2 separate regions of the Zea mays genome follow, and region 1 is linked to region 2. A link is a contact called in public Hi-C data. All regions are on one chromosome and are shown on one strand. The core of a region is the stretch at or near the end of the contact, and the rest is flanking DNA. Distances in the headings are between cores, read along the strand shown.

Region 1 (2,701 bases), core at 196-2,695, 230 kb after region 2:
TTTTTGCCTATTAATAGGTTGATCAGGTAGACATGGCCGAAGAGGATGCAATCCGAAATGGCCTCTGTGCATTAAAGTTTCATAAAGTATTTATATTATGTGATCGCAAGAGCCGATGACTTGCATCGAGCTGAGTCCTTACTTCGGGAACAAAGTAGCTCATGAAGTCAATTGTTTCCGAGGTTTTCGCTAGTGCTTTTAGTTCGCCAAGCTCCACCAAAAGGCAGGGGGGCATATGTTGAGATCCAAATTGAGCGGACGGTCCGGCCCTTGGGCCCGGACAGTCCACGTGCCCCGAGATTAGATTAACTCGGGTGTTTATCCTTATCTCGTGCGTGGTTATCCATCTAATCACGTGAGAGTTGTTGGCTATCTATTAGGAAAAGGTCTAGACCTCCTTCTCTATAAATATAAAGGGGTACGACCGATTGAGAACACATGAACACATTTCAATCGAACCAGTTACTTTATTTACTTTTCTTATTCTAGGAGTAGATGTAGCGTAGTTCTAGTTGTAGCATTGCGCATATCCACCCCACCCCTATTCGACTCTACGTCGTCTAGATCTGTCCTGGGGTGGCCTGCCGACCCCAGGACAACCCTATGATCTTTACCCCTCCTGAGGGACAAGATCTACTTCGTCTACTTCAATCAAGATCTCTTCCTCGAATTGATCTCTTAATTTTTAGGCGACTCTACGTCATCTGGAGATGCCCCAGGTGACCTGCTGACCCGGAGCACCCTAAGGTCTCTCCCCCATGGGACGAGATCTAGGTCATACGAGGAGAAGAAGATGACCCTGCGCAATCGCGGACCATCCGGCCCAGAGCTCGGACCGTCCGGACTGCGCGCAGAGAAGGCGCCGCTTCTGCCGCCAGGTTGCGGACCGTCCGGCCCAGAGGCGCGGACCGTCCGCGCCCCCGCAGTGAGCACTGCCAGGCGACCTCGCGACCCGTCGCAGACCGCCACCACTGTTCACCTCGCGGAGCCGAACCCAAGGTATTGCTCATCACGAGAAGGTCCTAGGGTTCGTTGCTGTTTGGTCTCAAATAAGTGGTGATCATCATAGATGTGTTGCCCCACATTTAGGATAACCACTTTATTTGACCCTATATCATATAAAGGTGCCAAGTACCGCCAGACGATTTATTATAGTGTTTGGTGACAAAAAGACACCAACACATATCCATGGATAAAAAATTCATTCTATATACATCTTCGGTTAAAATCTATCGGTTATTCAGGTTTGCCATCATCGCCAACACACCAGCGTCTGCCACTGTGCAACGAGCAAGGTGAAATCAACTATGAGTGTGCAGCCCATCCGAGGCCATTTTGACGCAGGCCTAGCTGGGCCACAGGTGGTTGGAAATCATGTAGGCTCAAAGGTAAAAGTAGTCCAGTTCATAGCCGAGCCGCAGGAGAGAAGAGAAGCACCGCAACCCTAGGTCGCCGCCTCTTTTCCTCTCCACTCGTCCGCGGGACGCGACGCGACGACACCGGAGGTATTCCTCTCTCCTGCTCCTCCTATACATGATCTCTTATTTCCCCATCGTGGATCATTCGTTGCTCGGCGAAACCCCAGCCCAGGGACCGGTCCGCTCACCGTTTGGTTTGTTCGTAGGGTTTTCTGCGGGGATTTGTTTGTCGCCAACTCGCCGGCAGCCAAGATGAGGCCGGTCTTCGTGGGGAACCTGGACTATGACACCCGCCACTCGGAGCTCGACCGCCTCTTCTACCGCTACGGCAGGGTCGAGCGCATCGACATCAAGTCAGGTCTGCCTGCCCTTGCATTCCCTCCTTTTGCCCACCCCCTTGTTTATCTTCGTCTTCGGCCGGTTTTAGATTCGATCTCATCTTATTGTGTACCTAGCCACTTGGTATATCTTCATGTTTAAATTTCAACGAATTGAAGAAAAAAAAGGTGGTGGAGTAAGATACTCTGATACTTTGCGGTTGTTGTGCTGCTCCATGCGATGTAACTGCAGTTGCAGGCACAGATGTTTAAATCTTTACTCTGGCGCAGGAACTACCAGGGCAAAACATAGCTTCCCCAGGGCTCTTCAACTCCTTCCATTCAATAACCTGGCCATCATTTCCTTCACTTGAAACCATCTGTTCATGTGCCCTGATGCAAACTGTTACTGCTGCTCGAGCATGTTTAGCGGGATCGTGCCATCAGTACCATCATGCCTTACCATGCCACGACTAGAAGTATCACCAACATGACAACATGCTATGTGTACTACATTGATAAGCAAGAGTTCTATTTATGGCGAAGCATGTCCAATGTCTCCGGTCATTCTTTCTTACTTTGGATATAAGTTGTTCAACACCATGCTTAGGTCTTATCATGAATGGAATCTACCACTCTAGTGCTCTTCATACCATCAGAACTATGCAGGTGCAGTACATTTCTGATTATTTTAGGCTTGGGTATACTCATGTGTTGAGTTGTTAATTGTAAAAACAGAGGTGCAACTATTCTCGTGATTGTTTAGACATTTGTTATTAATTTTCATCGTTCTGACTTGCACGTTTACATCTGTAGGCTATGCTTTTGTCTACTTTGAGGATGAACGTGATGGCAATGATGCTATACGGGCTCTTGATGGTTATCCATTTGGCCCTGGCAGACGCAGGCTTTCAGTAGAGTGGTCACGGGTAATTCCTTTATCTTGAACTCTCTACCCTTACCCCT
Region 2 (2,700 bases), core at 157-2,656:
TGACGGTACTTAGCAGCAAAGGCTGCACCAGTGGCAACAGGAATGCCCTCTCCGATGAAGGCAAAGCCTCCCAGGAGGTTGTGGGGAGCAGAGAACATGTGCATGGAACCACCCTGTCCACGGCAGCAGCCTGTGGCCTTGCCAAAGAGCTCAGCCATGACAGAACGTGCCGGGACACCCTTGGACAGCGCATGGACATGATCACGGTATGTGCTAACAACACAGTCAGCTTGGTTCAGAAGTTTGATGAAGCCAGTGGAGACAGCCTCCTGGCCATTGTAAAGGTGGACGAAACCAAACATCTTGCCACGGTAGTACATTTGTGCACACATGTCCTCGAATACACGGCCAAGAACCATGTCCTCATACAGCTCCAGTGCCTCTTCCCGGGTAACCGCCTGGAGAAAACGATAGACCATGAATTACGTACACAACACAGTGTTCTGCAACTTGAACAGACTTGCAGCAACAGAAAAACAAATAAGACATTTTCCATGTCTAAGCAGTACTCCCTCCGTTTCGTTTTAGTTGTCGCTGGATAGTGCAAAATTGAACTATCCAGCGACAACTAAAAAGAAACGGAGGGAGTACTAGTTAGGTAAGCTAGGTGACAGAAGATAGTATGACTGTATCAGTTCAGTCCTGAGTCTCAAGACACTGATACCTCATCAGACTTGCAGCTGCAGGCATGAACAGAGCTAACTGGTGGATCTATTAAAAAATATGTGGTGAAAACTACAATTTCAGCTGTCAATCAGTGACATTATGTTAACTAAACAACTGTCTCCATTCATAGGTATCCGATCACAAATGAGCAGTATCCGAGAGCGAGAAGACAACTTCAGCAGCACTTTTAGAGCACAGGGGAGTCATCACCATGAAATTCAGGAGGCCACGATATCCTTTCACCTTTCATTCCAAAGCTGGGAGGTAAAGTTTTGTGAGATTTACGCTTATGCATCCCGAATTGCGACTACAAAGTACTACTGTGGGATGCAACCAGCCAAATCGTCGTTAAACTAGAAACCATATCACTCATCGGAATTTCAGACTCGTGAGATCCAATCGCGCAGCACAGTTAAACTGTAAAGAGCGCCCAAGATCGGGTTTTTACACTGCGTCGGCACCCAAGATCGCTTTTTTCTCTCTGAAGTAACAGGAGAGAGCAACGTAGAAAAGGTATTCCATACCGGATGCGCGGCGGCGGCCTGCGCGGCCTTGTTCCCAGCGAGCAGGTCGGAGGAGACGGCGAGCGCGGTGCGCAGGCGCGGGTGGTGCACCGCGCCGCGGCGCAGGGTCCTGGCGAAGGAGGAGGACGAGGCGCCGGCGGGGAGCGGGGGCGCCCTCTCTCCGCCGGATCTCGCGGCCACCGGCGCCAGGAACTTGGCGGCGGTGAAGGACGCGGCCGCCATCTCTGCCCTCTCCGCTGTCTCCTGGCCGAACGGTTAGGGGAGCAATGCAGCGAACGGACAAGGGATGGGGGAAGCCCCGCCGCGGTGGCGTATAAAGAGAGGAGGGGGAGGGAGGTGGTGGGCGGCGGAGAGACCGAGGAAGATGTGAGGGTCCGAGGGGGTTGGGGAAACAAGGCAGGCAGGCAAGGCCTCGGTGGACGATGGCGCTCACGCTCGGGCTTTGGAGGGTCCGCCCAGCTCAGCTCACCACACCGCTGCACACCTCCTCTGTGCCTTCGCTCTTGTCGCGTCTGTGTAGTGCGTCACTCCGTCCCGAACTTCCGATGCATACGTGGGGTCAGGTTGTTCGTCTGCCACAGAATGCACGATTGACTTGTTGTTCCATTCCAGATTTCCAGTGAGGAATTATGTTGTGCATTTGTACAGAATAGATTCTTGAACACGTTTTTTTTCAAAAGTGAGATGTTTTTACCTAAACATGGAAGGGCTGAAAAGAGAGAATCAAAATTAAAGTTTTACAAATAAGCAGGAACACAGAACCACAAAGCCCTTCTTCCAAACTAGAACGCGTGAATGCTCTCTCTCCACTCTAAATTATATAGTTTTTTTTAAATGTTGTGATGTTTCAATTTCTTTTAAGTTCAGAACCATTTACAGAAAATAATATATCAATACTTACAATATCAACATAGTTGCATTAAGCCCATCATAGAATGGATCATGCCTTTTGTATTTATTGGTGGTGTGCGCATTAGTATATTTTCGAGAAGTTTGGGTTAACAAACTAAAAATAATATACTATGGAAGTATTTGTTGCGAGGATCATTTTAGAAAAAAGAGGTATGTGCATCATTACAAAATCTAGTTGTTTTGGTGGTTTCTTATTTATTTGATGATCTTTAATCTCATTTAAAAAATAATCAACATATGGCTTATAGGCCTAAGCTTTCACATTTTTTTGAATAGTAATACTGCAGGGCCTGCAGTATCTTTAATTATATAAATAAAAATGTCGTGTACAACTACTGTACATTAGTATATTACAATATATGAACTCAAGCTCTAATCTCTCCCACTGCTTTCTTCATTCTGAAACAGAGTAGAAGCATTTCCTTCTTGAACATAGCTTGGCAACCATGTGTTGTGGGAGGAGCATTTTCAAAAATCCAGCCATTTCTACACTTACAGATGCACCATAACATGATTATCACTACCTCTATTTTCCAATCTTTCGAGAACTGCTGGATGGTAGACAGGATCAGGCTTTGAACCAAGCAACAAGAAATAG

What was found. Hi-C and Micro-C count contacts between places; a contact is called where the count stands out from the background.
Region 1: a contact with region 2 is called in a Hi-C map of ear, with 2.9 times the contacts expected there. The contact joins the promoter of LOC542693 here to the promoter of LOC100272834 in region 2. A contact is called at or near these places in 6 of 25 Hi-C or Micro-C datasets (bundle sheath, ear, leaf and 2 more).

The regions. Positions count from the first base shown.
Region 1 is chr2:114,362,389-114,365,089 of Zm-B73-REFERENCE-NAM-5.0, forward strand. It overlaps LOC542693 (Serine/arginine-rich splicing factor RS31A), which reads left to right and starts at 1,446. Exons shown (of 6, transcript NM_001320829.1): 1 at 1,446-1,505; 2 at 1,625-1,776; 3 at 2,552-2,664. The coding sequence starts at 1,671.
Region 2 is chr2:114,128,751-114,131,450 of Zm-B73-REFERENCE-NAM-5.0, forward strand. LOC100272834 (Pyruvate dehydrogenase E1 component subunit alpha-3 chloroplastic) reads right to left here and starts at 1,407. Exons shown (of 3, transcript NM_001147287.1): 1 at 1,191-1,407; 2 at 1-398. The coding sequence starts at 359.